Regions from separate parts of the Callithrix jacchus genome. Here region 2 is linked to region 1. A link is a contact called in public Hi-C data. All regions are on one chromosome and are shown on one strand. The core of a region is the stretch at or near the end of the contact, and the rest is flanking DNA. Distances in the headings are between cores, read along the strand shown. Region 1 holds the start of RICTOR (RPTOR independent companion of MTOR complex 2). Region 2 overlaps RICTOR (RPTOR independent companion of MTOR complex 2).

Region 1 (7,141 bases), core at 1,870-4,369:
AATGGTCTTTAGATGTCTGAAATGTGTGGTTTAACTACAAAGAAAAATTACCAAGAAATAGTCTGACCAAATTTTGCGGTTTTTGACTTGCTTTATCGTCAAATGGCCTATGTATCAAGGCAGAGACATTAAAAGGAACTAAGATTTTGATAAAGCTTTTGTTTCTTTTCAGTATTACAACTGTATCCCAAACTGATAAAATATGGTTTATAAACTAGAATTATTAACTACAGGCAAGAGGGTAGAGAATAGAACCAAGGGAGTGACTATGAATGGAGTAATTGTATCTTTAGAATCAAGCAGTTATCTTTCAAAGGTATGGTCCTGGACTCGATCTTCTCATAGAACATTTTTTATCAATGACTAACACTACTAGAAAAAAAGTCATTGACACAGCAAATGAAACCTAGCTGGGAAATGAAAAGTAGAAGAGGAAGTCACATTCTCAATGACCAGATTAGAATCAAAATAAAAATTGGAGAAGTAGTAAGAAGTAAACAAAATGTGTAAGTCATATGGGTGGGCTAAAAGAAGCAAGGAAGAGAAACAAGTTTCAAAACGAGGAATAGCTAGCAATTGGCAAGTATTAAAGAAGAAAACTTAGGGGTTTTAACAAGCAGTCTGACTACCAGCAATAAGGAAGTGCCATTGTTTAAAAAGCAAACACAATATTATAAAATGTATTCCTTACCAAAATTTGCCTCAACTTCTGCTTCCTAGTTGAGTGTCACTTGCAAACACTAAGAACTTGTTTTTTACCAGACCTGCCATTCAGTTTAAGAGCTAATATGGAGAACCTAACCACTCAAATGACTGAAACAGTAACAGAGAAAAAACTAGTTTCAATGTAAGATTGAATGCCATTTTTTTCTCCTGCAAGAAATGGAGTAATTGAATAACTGTTGTTAATAGAAGCATAGACTTATAAAATACTACTGGATTTAGGCACTTATGTACCTCAAGTAACCTAAAAGTAGATTAGTTGTACTCAACTTTCATAAAACACTGAGAGAAAATGAAGTTAAATTGTATTAGGAAGGAGTTAATTTAGAATATACAGGGATTTAAAAATACAATAAAAAATATCGGTTGGAAGTCAGAACAACTCTAAGAATCCATTATAATTTCTACCGATACATTCCTACTTTTCAATAAGTGTGAAATGTGGTGATACATGGAGGAGTGAAATCTAAAATTTTTCATGTCTCAGCCAGACCTCAAATTATGTGATTTCTGTTTTAGGCAGTAGCTAGAATAAATAAATTGCACCAAGATTTTTAAAGCTATAACAGAGGGAGCACATTTGTTGGTATTAAAACTACCTCTGGCGATGCCAGGAGATGTTTCTTTGAAGCACTGTAATTGTGTTACATCCTTAACTGAAGTGCAGTATCAGCTGCAGATATCTGAGTGTTGACTTGATTTAAAAAAAAACAACAAAAAACCTGGATTATATAGACAATGGGCAATATCCTAAGGAAGCAGTGCTCCTATTTTTTTTTCTGGATGATGCTACTTTTTAACATTTATTTTAAAAATGATATATATTAACTATAGGACATTTAAAAAGTAGAGACAAGCAAACAACAAAAAAGTGCACGTGTAATTCTACAAACGAGGGGAGAAAATCAGTTAACATTTTTACATATATTTTCAGACTTTTTTCAACGTACATGTATATATAAAATATTTTATAAGGTATATTTTAATTTCGTATGTATTTAAACTTTATAAAAACAGAAAATTTGTAATCTTTGCTTAACATCATGAACATTATTTCCTATTACTATTACTAAGTCTACCTCGTCACTTTAAATGGTTGAGATAATTTACATAATCCCTAACTTTGGACATTTACGTGTTTCCAAATTGTTATTAATAACTTCAATAAATATCCCATATACATATACATATATATATATATATATATATATACATGTATTTTAAAGCAAGCAGAGAATTGGAACAAAGAAGAAATGCAGGGCATTTACTCATCTAACAGGTATTTACTGAATACTTATTTGTGCCAGATATTGCATTAACTAGGAGCTGGTAAAACAGAATGGTTAAAGCAAGATCTCCACTTTTAATTAACTTTCAGTCTTATGGAATAGAAAGATGAGCTGAGGAACTGGAGGGGACAAATCACTCATCCTCTCTTTAAAATAAATGTAGTTTAAGAAAGCTACTGGGTCAGTGGGCAGATGTATATATATTAACTAACTAAGCAGTTTCTAGAATTAAAATCCCTAATGTTAATAGGCTTATGCATACAATAGATTAATCCCCAACATCTGCATGAGCCACGCTCCTAGGACCTACAGAGACAGAAAAGCCGGACACAATACCCAGCAGTCTGGCCTCGATTCCTAGCAAAGGAAACCCCTCTCCCCGGCCTCCCGGCGCTGGCGCGATCCCACCGCGGGGACTGCCGCCCGCGTCCCCCTCCGATGCACCCCCTTCTCGCGTCCTATGCCTGGCGGCCACAAAAAAAAAAAACAAAACCGCCCAACCGCTTCCACTTGGAGAAGCCCTCCTAGCCGAGAGGGGCGTTCTGAAAGATCAAGGGCAAGGCTGGAAAACAAACTTTGTTATGTGTTAACTTGGTCGGAGCAAAGCGATTCCAGGAAGGGAGACTAAAACTGCGCAGCGTTTTTATAAAAATTGTTTCAATGGATGAACGGGGGAGTGGGGCCGTCTACGGCAGGGCTTGAGAGCAAGCAGGACACTCGCAGGCCGGCGATGAGCAGGTGGCCCGCCGGTCGCATCTCGGCCTCCTCCTCCTCCTTGCTCGCCTCCGTTTGGACGACTGCTTCCGCGGCGGCCAGAGGGGAGCATCCTTTACGCTGCCAACTCGCATCAATGGGACTTTCCTCGTGGGAACTGCCCCTCCCGGCGGACTTGCCCTCCGGGTCTGGCGTGGGCGGGCAGGCGGGCAGGCGGGCGCTGCGAACTCAGTGCAGACCTTGGATTTGTTCCGCGCTCCCTCCGCGCCGGGACCGAGCCTACACCACCCGCACAGCCGTCGCCGCCAAGGGGGCGGGGAAGGTGCCGCGGGGGGCGGGCGCGGCGCGCGGGGAGGGGAAGGGGTTCTCGCGCGATTGGGCGAGGTTTCCGGTGTTGTGACTGAAACCCGTCAATATGGCGGCGATCGGCCGCGGCCGCTCTCTGAAGAATCTCCGAGTACGAGGTAAGCCCGCTGCAACCCTCACTCTCCACCGCCCGGCGCCCGCCACCCCCTGGCACTTGCCTTCCCCTGGCCGTGGGTGGGGAGCGAGCCGGGGCGCTGGCCGGAGCCAGGTCAGCCGCAGCTGGCCTGCGAGCGAATCCTAACTGGGGTTGTGTGTCTGTTTCGCGCAGGGCGGAATGACAGCGGCGAGGAGAACGTCCCGCTGGATCTAACCCGAGGTAACGCGGGGCGCCGCGGGCACAGGCGAGGGCGCGCTGCTGGGGAGGAGCCGGGCCCGGGGCTTGGGGCCAGAGGCGGGGGCGGGCCCCACACGGGACCGGCGGGGTGCGGTGGGCAGAGCCGGAGCCCCGCCTGCCCGCGGGAGCCGAGCCCGGGGCCGCCTTGCCGGACCCGCCTCGCCGGACCCATCCCCCTTCCCGGCTCCCGCTTCCCTGGCCCGAGCCCTTCTCCGGGCCTCCGGCTGCTTGCGGGTGCGGGGGAGCCCCGAGTGGAACTCGGCGGACCCGCCGACCCTCTGGGCTCGAACTCCGGCGGAGCGGTTTGCACCTATCCCGGAGTCCGGCAGCCAAGCTGGGGGCAGCCAGAGGGAGGTAAAGGCTGTTATTTAGGTTGCAGGAGGATGTTTGAGGGATGAGCGACCACATCCTGCCCTCCCCATCCCCGGAGCAGAAGCCGGACCTACTCGGTGTTTGCTGACTGCGTGACTCTTTTCCCCTTTGCCCACAGCCCTGTGGGGACCCGCAGCATTGATAACTCGACAGTGAAACCTGGAACTGGTCATTACTGCTAACTGGTTTATGCTGTTTCCCTTCTGCTTCCCTTTCCCGGGCCGCTGGGACTGTAGTTGGCAAAAGACCGCCCCCTCGCCCTGCTGCAGGTTCATTGTTTACCTTCTGCAGTGGAGATGGGTTTGTTTACACCTTTCGAACTGGGGAAACCCGGGTTATATTTTTAATGACCTAATCCGGTTACTAGCCAGTGTTTCTTCTATCACTCACAGTACTAGAGTTTATTCGACATTATCTCGTTGAAGAGTTAGTAGTTACGTACAAGATTCTTTTCTCTTCCACGGTAAACAGGATTTAGTCTACTGATTCTGACGAAGTCATACACGGGCTGTAGCTTGAAGTGTAACCGGGCTAAACTGTGCAGAATCCGTTTCTGAGATCTGTAAAACGCCTTAGGAAGTAAAAACAACAACAACAAAACTTGTTGTAAACATTCTGTATGAGCTATTTTTTACCCTATACTGTGCTTGACGTAATGACTCTTATCTACAGTAATTTGTCAAACCTGGGCTCGTTGTTCGCAATGGCTCATCTCTAGAGGGAAAGCATAGTGTATTTTCTAATTTGTTTTATTTTGCATATCACAGTGTAAGATTACTGTTTTAAAAACTGAATGGTCAGCTTTCATTGGCTACAAGAGTACATGTTTGTTACTTAATATTTTATTCTGAAAGTTCAAGGACTTAGTTTCGGGTGAACTAAGACCTTTTGCAAGCACCGTTTCTAAAATATAATACAATGTAATAGAGCTTAAATCCTGGAAATGGCTGCTAATTAGATTATCAATGCGCTAATTTCCAACGGTTTTTCAGCAGATAGGTTTTGAGAATTAGTATAAAAAGACGTAAAGCTTTTGACTTCTGTACAGCAGTTTGGAAACTTGACTAAATATAACACACGTGAAAAATCTATATAAAATAGATTTACTAGTAAACTTCCTAACAAATAAGGATAATTCCTACAATTTCAGGTTTGTAAAAGATGTAATTAGTGAGTGATTTAATTTTTATAGCGGCATTTCTGTTTTTCGATGAAGGTGAAAGGAGCACTTAAAAAACTTGAGTTTATCTTGTGCATTAAAAACCTGCTTAGATGTGGTGCTGGAAATACATAGTTGTTTTAAATTGAGTTCGTCGAGCTCCTATATATAGTGCTCTGTTTACTATTTAAAATGCTGTATTAACTGAGCATTTAGTAAGCACCTGTGTCCATAGGTGTTTCCAGGTTAATATAAACAGTGCAGAAAATGCTGTTTCTGCTTGCCCTGACAAAATGTACTTCAGTTTGGTATAAAATATACATAGCCACTTAAAACTGATTGCAACAATTGTGAGAGATTGTATGAGATCTGTATTTCTTAATCATAAGAAGTTTAGAATTAATCTGAATTAGTCATTTTATAGTGTTACTATTGTTTTAAAAAGTTGCTGTTGTGACAAACATTTCATTGTTCAAAGTAGGCTTGAAGAAAGTTCATGAGGAATTAAAGTTTAGTAATAATTTGAGAACTGTGAGGCAGTTTGGGTTGCAGCTGAAGGGCAGCTGTTTGTGGATTAGATTACAGTATGTAAAAAGATAAAGTTTGGGGAATGAAAATTTTTTTTTGTTTAACGCCAAGGCAGTGTTTGCTTTTATTCTCATTATTTTAATTTAATCTTTGAGAGATTCATTGTATAGATACCTAATGAAGCTCATTATAAAATAGAGGTCATGGTCATTATAATACCTAAAGGAGCCATCAATGTGTAGTGAAAACATAGTTGACTATAAAATCACATCATTCTGGGTTATAACCTCAGCTGTGAGGTTTAATAGTTGGGTGATTTGGGGCGTTATTTGACCTCGCTTAACCCCTGATTTCTTCATTTCTAAAAGAAGAGATAACTTCAAAGGGTTATTAAGAATGTGAAAAGTGAATGAGCTAGTTGTTCATTAAAGTACTTGGTGTAAGACCAGGTACTTTGTGATATTTAACATTAGTTGCTATTCTACATTGTGAAATCAGAATGTTAAAGCTCACATTAAAAATACTTCAAACAGCAGGGCATGGTGGCTCACGCCTGTAATCCAAGCACTTTGGAGGCCAAGGCAGGTGGATCACCTGAGGTCGGGAGTTCAAGACCAGCCTGACCAACACGGTGAAACCCCATCTTAAAAAAAAAAAAAAGTAAAAAAAAAAAAAAATACTTCAAACAATTGTTTTGAGTATTATAAACTTGTTAATAAGGAATTATGGTATTTGAACTTTTTTTTGAGACATACTGTTGTGATTATTAGGTACAGTCTATCTAAGGTAGAGTTCTTGAATATAACAACTGTAAAAAAGTAATCTGTGACATTACCAATAAATTAAGTCTGAGTGAAGTGCAATCTGTTATATTCACTTAGGATAAAATGTGATACTGTATTTGATAGAACCTTAGAATTTTTCTCCCTGACACCAGGAAATGGCATACTATTTTAGTAATGACTTGGCCAGCCTTACAAGCTTCTTGAGACCCAGAAGACATTTCATTGGTTTTGGTACTGGTGTTAGTGCTGTGGTTCATCCATAGAGTGCCTCAGTTAAAAATCGATGGATTAATTTTTATCTAGTTTAGGAACTTCATTGTAGTAGATTTTACAGTGTATTGGTAGTTGTTGCTTTCAGTTTTGTTTAGACAACTACTTAATTTTGAAAGTCCCCAATATTTGCTAATGATACTATTAAATACCGTTTATAATGCATGCCAAAATGTATTTTGAAACCCAAATGCTTCCATTTGTACTGCAAGGATAGACTCTTATCAGTCCAGTAGTGCATCTCTTACAGGTACTGAGTCACTTGAAAAGATACTATGTTCTTCCTGGGTAAACCCCTCCTGGTAGACTTTTGCTATTGTGTTCAAAGTGAATTCCCAGAATATGGACACACTAGTTGAAATATTATTAAAATATAATTTATTTAAAAGTACAGTTGAGTTTTGCAATGTTTGATTAACCCCTTTACATTTCTACTACTAAGAACTAAAAAACTGTCTTTGTTGCTATTTAATACCTAGAAAAGTAGAAAGGTTATCCAAAATGCTGTAGATTTGAACCCTAACATTTTCTAATTTCTTCTAGATAGGAGTTTACTCATTTGTTTAATTGTTCAGTTAGACAAAATGGACATTGATAAAAC
Region 2 (7,141 bases), core at 1,250-3,749, 78 kb after region 1:
ATAGAATCTGAACATTGATATTAAAATGTTAGGGTTGGGCTTGGTGGCTCATGCCTGTAATTCTGGCACTTTGGGAGGCCGAGGCAGGCAGATCACTTGAGGCCAGGAGTTCGAGACCAGTCTGGCCAACATGGCAAAACCCCATCTCTACTAAATAAACAAAAATCTGGCTCAAGCCTGTAATCCCAGCACTTTGGGAGGCCGAGGCGGGTGGATCACGAGGTCAAGATATCGAGACCATCCTGGTCAACATGGTGAAACTCCGTCTCTACTAAAGATACAAAAAATTAGCTGGGCATGGTGGCGCGTGCCTGTAATCCCAGCTACTCAGGAGGCTGAGGCAGGAGAATTGCCTGAACCCAGGAGGCGGAGGTTGTGGGGAGCCGAGATCGCGCCATTGCACTCCAGCCTGGGTAACAAGAGCGAAACTCTGTCTCAAAAAAAAAACAAAAAAACAAAACACCAAAAATCAGCCAGGCATGTTGGCATGCACCTATAATCCCAGCTACTCAGGAGGCTGAGGCACCAGCTCTGTCTCAAAAACAATTAAAAAAAAAATCCCCCCAAACAAACAAAAAAACAAAATTGTCTCAGGATCATGTTATTTTCCTTTTAAGAGAGTTAAGTTTTGTTATAGAATGTTGGCTTATTACACTGATTCTGCTAAAGTTAAGATTTGCCTTTGCTCCTAGAAGTGGCTATTTGGGATCTCAAGTTACAGTGTAGATATTGAGCAGAATCTTTTTACCTTAACCAGTCTTGAACCCTAACCCATTTCTTAGAGTACTGTGTTCCTGCTAACATCTATACCCTGTTCCTTTGTTTTTTAGAGTGTAATTCTGCTTTTGCACAGTGCAGCTGATGACAAGTGTTGTGGAGAGAATTCTGCATGCAGATTTTAGTTCACTTTCTTCCGTTTTCTTCTCGAGGATTTTACCCCTCAAGTGCCAACTACTTTGGCTGTTCTGAAGTTAAACTTGTATCTTTTCAGTACAGCCAGATTTCTGCTTTCTGTTAGGACTCTGCCCACAAGGCCAGAGATTGACAAATGCACCCAGGGAAAAAGTCTGGTTGATAGTGGAGCTACTTATGCTTCGTTTTTCAGAGATTATTCTTCATTGCCCTTTGAACAGTTGTTTTATACTGTAAATTTTTTAAAAAAACCTTTATGGTAGTTTTTGGCAGGATACTCAACCTCGCATCTCTATCATGGCCAGGAATGGAATTCTGTGTCCATTTATATTTTAATAGAGTTGCCTTAGATTAATTGTATTCAGATAGAAGAAATGCTTTTTGAATAGCAAACTCTCTCTATATAAAGCATTGATTAGAATAATGAACTGTCTAAATAAAACTTATGCTTCTACATAAATAAAAGATGTTCAAAATTGGATAATTTAATAAATTTTACAAAGAAATGTCAGTTTGGTGATATTTGTTTGGACATCAATATTTGAAGTGAATTAAGAATTCAGATTATATTTTGGTAAAATAGAATTTTTATGGATAGTGCCTAATTTAGCTTAAGCCCTGGTTAAAATCTGAATTAAATGAAAACAGCCTTGAACTATTGTTCTTTACAATTTTTATAAAATGTCTGAATTTTATCATGGATAAGTGAATTTTTTTAGTAGACTTTTTATGCTTTATTTTTTCTTTATAAATAGATGTAGTCTTATAAATTACTGTTCTTTGCTGAGGTTTTAAAAGAAAAAATTGGTCTTTTAAATGACAGATATTTATCACTAGAGTTATTAGGTTAATTAAATATATGCTGGTACTGAGAAATCATATACTAAAACTTTAATATACCATATTGACATTGTGAAAATGCGTCTCATCTAGCAGTATTATTATACAAAAAGTTGTTTAACAGAATTTTATCAATGATTTATATTTTGTGTATTGTTTAGGTGCATTGACATACAACAGAGCAACGAGGTAGAGAGGACACAAGCACTTCGATTAGTCAGAAAGGTATGCTCTATGTGTGAGAGTAAAAGGCAAATTTATGGTTTTTATGTTTACATTTTAAAATTAGACTGTTTTGTGAAATCTTTATTAAGATTAAAGACTAAACTTTTATTAAACATTTATATTACAGTTATATATTAAATAAATTCATTAAACTTTGAGGTAAACATAAATCTTTTGTGAAATTCTATGTGATTGGGTATAGCTAGGACATTATTTCTTATAAATGTTTACTGTGAAGACTATTTCTTCCTCCAATAGACATGTAAATGTAATTACTGCTTTGATAAGTTACTGGAGAGAGAGGATTGCTTGCTCCCCATCCTGATTTTCTCTTAATTAATACTATTAAATGGATGTCACAAATAGAAGTTTATTGTTTTGAAGATGAATTTGGATACAGTCTGTGGGCAGTTGCAATAAACAATTCAGGCCCTTGTACAGGATAAAAGGTCATAGCCTAAACTCCCGAAGATTGAGTGTTAAGGACAATCCATAATGCTTCTCTTGAGAGGCCTTCAGGGAGTGCTTTGTTGTTTTACTTCATACCCTAATGGTGGAACAAAGAGAGTGAACTGAGAGTAAATTTGGTTGGGACTCAGCCTGAGTGAGATAAGTGTCATATTTCATCTTAATGTTTCATGAGAATCATGAAGTATATGTTTGTTTGCATAAAGACATCTAAAAATACTTACCAGTTGAATTTTCTAGTTCTTTATTTTCCCCCTTCCTTTCAATTTAGTGCATGTTCCAAAATGGTGTACTGTTCAATTCCTGTGTTAGCTAGGGTTCCCTCTTCTTCCCTTTTCTTAAAATTGTCTACCTTGTAGTTAGTAATAGTACCCACAGGTGAGCATAGAAAGGAACAAGTAAATGGATGTGTTAAGTCTTAAAAGAAGTCTGATATTTAACTAAGAATGATACTGGAGATTAGATTAGGAGACTATTGTTATAGGTGAACTGTTACACTAGGATTGTAATTTGACTTTTCAAATTCAGATTTTAAAAATGTACTGTTTTTATTTATACAATTCTTCCTTCTATGACTGAGAATTCAAGATAAAACAAAATTTGGTTTTGAAGAACCTAGAACAATTTTTTGATTATTTGGGTTATATATGTCAGAATTTATCGTATTTGGAATAAAAATATATATTAATATGTTTAATAAACACATTAAATACAAACAACATTCTTATGAAACTGTATTTTTTTCTTTTTTCAATAGTTTTTGGGGAGCAGGTGGTTTTCAGTTACATGGATAACTTATTTAGCGGTGATTTCTGACATTTTTGTGTACGTATCACCCAAGAAGTGTACACTGTACCCCATATGTAATCTTTTTGTACCTAACCTCCTCCCAAACTCCCCCACCACCTCCAGTCTCCAAAGTTCATTTATCATTCTTATGCCTTTGCGTACTCATAGTTTAGTTCCCACTTATAAGCAGGGAACATACAATATTTGGTTTTTCATTCCTGAGTTAACTTGACTTACAATAATGGCCTGCAGCTCCATCCAGTTGCTTTAAAAGACATTATTTCCATTGCTTTTATGGCTGAGTAATATTACATAGTGTATAACACCACATTTTCTTTATCAACTCATTGGTTGATGGACACTTAGGAATGTCTGTATTTTTCAAAAAATGAAATTAATGAGAAGAGTGCTATTGTTTTAGAGTTTTGCAACTCTCTTTAATTTTGTTTTGATATACAAGTCAGTTGGATTATCATATTTGCTTCTGCATTCAGTCTGTTGTGATTACACATGTGGTGGAGTCCCTAGAAAACTTTAATACACACTTGTGAGAAAATAAAGGTAAAAAGGACAAATAACGTCTTTTTATTGCTATGCAGAATTTCCGAAATTATCTTAAGGACCTCAGAATTTCCTGGTCTACATTTTGAGCACTACTGCTCTAGAGACTGCTGTCGGAAGAAAAGACAATTTCAAATGGATTCAGACCAATTAATTCAACTTGGGATTTTATAGTAAATGTTTTACTTCAGTTTTCTATTTTTGCACAAGTTAAAATTGAATTTAAAGTAGCTCAGTTTTTAATTGCTTAAAAGTAATTTAATAGCACCATAACAAAAGTATCATTTCATTTGGTTGTCTTCTGAAATGCAGAGTAGTTGACTCACATACATTTGTGAATTGTAGAAGAGGAAAATTACTGGTATTTGGTAGTGGGATATAGGATCAGAGGAAGAATTGTGGCACAGGGCCTTTCCTTGGTTTCAGCTAAAAAGGTTAGAGTGAGAGCACATTTGCTGAACGAACAGTGGCCTCTATCGGCCAGAGAAACTATAATTTCATTAGTACTTTTACTATCTGAAGCACACTTTTTTTTTTTTAAAGTAAAACCTTGGCAACAGAATTATAGGATGAGTATTTCTTATTCAAAGTGCTTGGGACCTGAAGTATTTTCCATTCCCATTGGATTTTTTTGGGGTTTTGGAATATTTTTGTATATACAATAAGATCTTGTGAATGAGACCTAAATCTAAACACAGAATTCACTTATGTTTCATATACACCTTGTACACATATCTTGAAGGTAATTTTGTATAATATTTTTAAGACTTTTGTGAATGAAACAAAGTTTATATACCTTGAACCATCAGAAAGCAAAGTTATCAGATGCTGAATTTTCTACCTCTGGCATCACATCAGTGTTCAAAAAGTTTTTGATTTTGGAGCATTTTGGATTTTCAGATTAGGGATGCTCAACCTGCAGTAGAAATTAATGTTTAATATTATAATTACTATATCACTGAGATTTTTTTGTATGCATTCCAAAAACTCTTAAAATTTATAATAAAAGTATTAGTCTGTTATATCTTAAAGGATAAGGAAAAACATTTTTTGCTTTAGGATAGCTTACACTATAATTAAGGAATTCTTATGTTACTTTTTCTCTTATTTTACCCATCTCATTCATTTGGAAATTTTCTGTCTTTCTGCTGTTTTCTTTTCCATGTTTTTAATTTTTTTTTCTCTCTCTCCCCCTTCCAATGCAGGCAGCTCTTTTCTGGCTTTATCTCTTATTTTTAGCGTAATTTTTCTACTAGTCAGTTGTTACTATTCTTCTCCTAATCTTATTTAAATTCTGCCTGTTGCCCACTTAATTTGAGCTGTCATTTTATTTATATATAATTTTTTTATTCATGTAATAAGGAATTAATTCCACAAACATTTTACATTTGAAAGAGATTCATTGGGTGGAATCACAAGCCTTTGATACATTACATAGCAAGATAGTGGCAAAGCCAGAGCAAGAGCCCTCTTCTCAGAGATTTCCAGACCTACATTGACCCATGAATTTTAAGTACAACTTGCCTACTTCGGCCTTCAAAGCCCGGTTTTGGTCCAACCAACCATTTCTATCTGTCATGTCTTATGCCACCATGTGTAGACAAACTACCCACCACTGCCACCACAATTGTTACTTCCTTCCTACTCGTCATTTCCAGCCCTTCCTTTTTTTTTTTTGAGGTGGAGTTTCGCTCTTGTGACCCAGGCTGGAGTGCAATGGCGCAATCTCGGCTCACCGCAACCTCCGCCTCCTGGGTTCAGGCAATTCTCCTGCCTCAGCCTCCCGAGTAGCTGGGATTACAGGCACGCGCCACCATGCCCAGCTAATTTTTTGTATCTTTAGTAGAGACGGGGTTTCACCATGTTGACCAAGATGGTCTCGATCTCTTGACCTCATGATCCACCCGCCTCGGCCTCCCAAAGTGCTGGGATTACAGGCATGAGCCACCGCGCCCGGCCCCAGCCCTTCTTACCTTTTACATCAATCTTCTAGTCTCAGCTCAAATATTAGATATTCCCCTTAGATAACTCAGCTCAAATATTAGATATTCCCCTTAGATAATTCCTTTGTGTCAGTTCCACAAATTTATTACCTAGTCATGATCTTAAATTTGTTTTATATGTCTGTCCTGTCATGCCAGAATGATGACTGAATTTTACAGTTTTAACAGCGACAGCATTCTGTGGCCTCTCCATTATGGAGCATTCATTGATTTATGAGGAAAGCATTCTCTGATTTACACACAATTTAAGAGTTTCTTTGCATATATTTCCCTGGAAATAAGAGTGATTTTATTTGTAAAAATTTTATGTATCTGTTTCACAGCACAATCTGTTAAGTAAGTATATGTTTAGTAGACACATATATAGAATTTTATACTTGAAACTCTGGAAATCATCGGTTCATACATGTCTTCATTTTACAAATGAGGAAACTGAGGCACAGAGGATTGGTTTAGTCAAGGTAACATAGTTTATTAATAGTAGACTTAATTTTAAAAACCATTTTGCCTGTTTTTTTTTTTAGCCAGCTCTTTACAGAATTTATTACATGCATTTTGCTGCTTAGAGAAATTTTCTTACAAGCTCCTTAGAATAATAATAAATTAGAAAGTATTAAGAAAGAGATTAATGTCATAAGATGTTAGAATTCTTTCACCCAGGAAGATCAATTTCCTATATCTCCTTCCTTCTCCCTTTCTTCTTCTTTTTCAATTGATTGAAAAAAAAACTGACTTAGAAATGAATATGAAAGCTTTTGTAGATTCAGCAGTTATTGGAAATGTATTTGTTTTTTGGTTATAGAACTGTATTCTATAATTCCAGGTGAACTTTGTAACGTATCTTAATGCTGCTTAAATGACATAAACCATTTACAGTTACTTAAACATATCTTTCTTTTGATCCTGTGTAAGACTTAACTGTATCTTTCATTTAGTTATATTGCATCGTCTAATTGTTTTATCTCACAAGTTTTTTTTCAACAGGATAATAAATCCAGTGACATCTGGATCAGATTAATTTTCTGTAATATTTTATTACCACACAAACAAAAGAAAATATTTCATTTCCACTCCAGGAACCTGCTATTTTCAAATTCTTAATTTGCAAAATAGTCTTTATTTATGAAACAATAATTAACTATGTATTTTTCTTTCTGTTTTCCAAATCAAAGGCATATGTTACTGATTTTCAATATTCCAAATATGTTATTGACAGTTAGACCTTTCATTTAATGTGAGATTCATACACAATTTTATTACATAATATTTTCATCAGGATTTCCATCAGGATTTTTTAAATATTAAAAATAGATTTGGATTATGAACTCTGCTTTCTTGTATAG

What was found. Hi-C and Micro-C count contacts between places; a contact is called where the count stands out from the background.
Region 2: a Hi-C map of skeletal muscle shows a contact between it and region 1, with 4 times the contacts expected there. The contact joins the enhancer-like site here to the promoter of RICTOR in region 1. A contact is called at or near these places in 2 of 3 Hi-C or Micro-C datasets (both in skeletal muscle).

Annotation. Positions count from the first base shown.
Region 1 is chr2:166,482,251-166,489,391 of calJac240_pri, forward strand. RICTOR (RPTOR independent companion of MTOR complex 2) reads left to right here and starts at 3,120. Exons shown (of 39, transcript XM_078365551.1): 1 at 3,120-3,190; 2 at 3,361-3,408.
Region 2 is chr2:166,560,397-166,567,537 of calJac240_pri, forward strand. It overlaps RICTOR (RPTOR independent companion of MTOR complex 2), which reads left to right. Exons shown (of 39, transcript XM_078365551.1): 7 at 1,914-1,977. Among named protein-coding and RNA genes, the nearest start is that of RICTOR, 79 kb to the left of the region's middle. Within about 2 kb of position 2,500, at least 1 of the 16 cell types and tissues checked has an H3K27ac peak or open chromatin away from gene starts, as enhancers often do. A contact at or near this core is called in skeletal muscle, where this site is marked.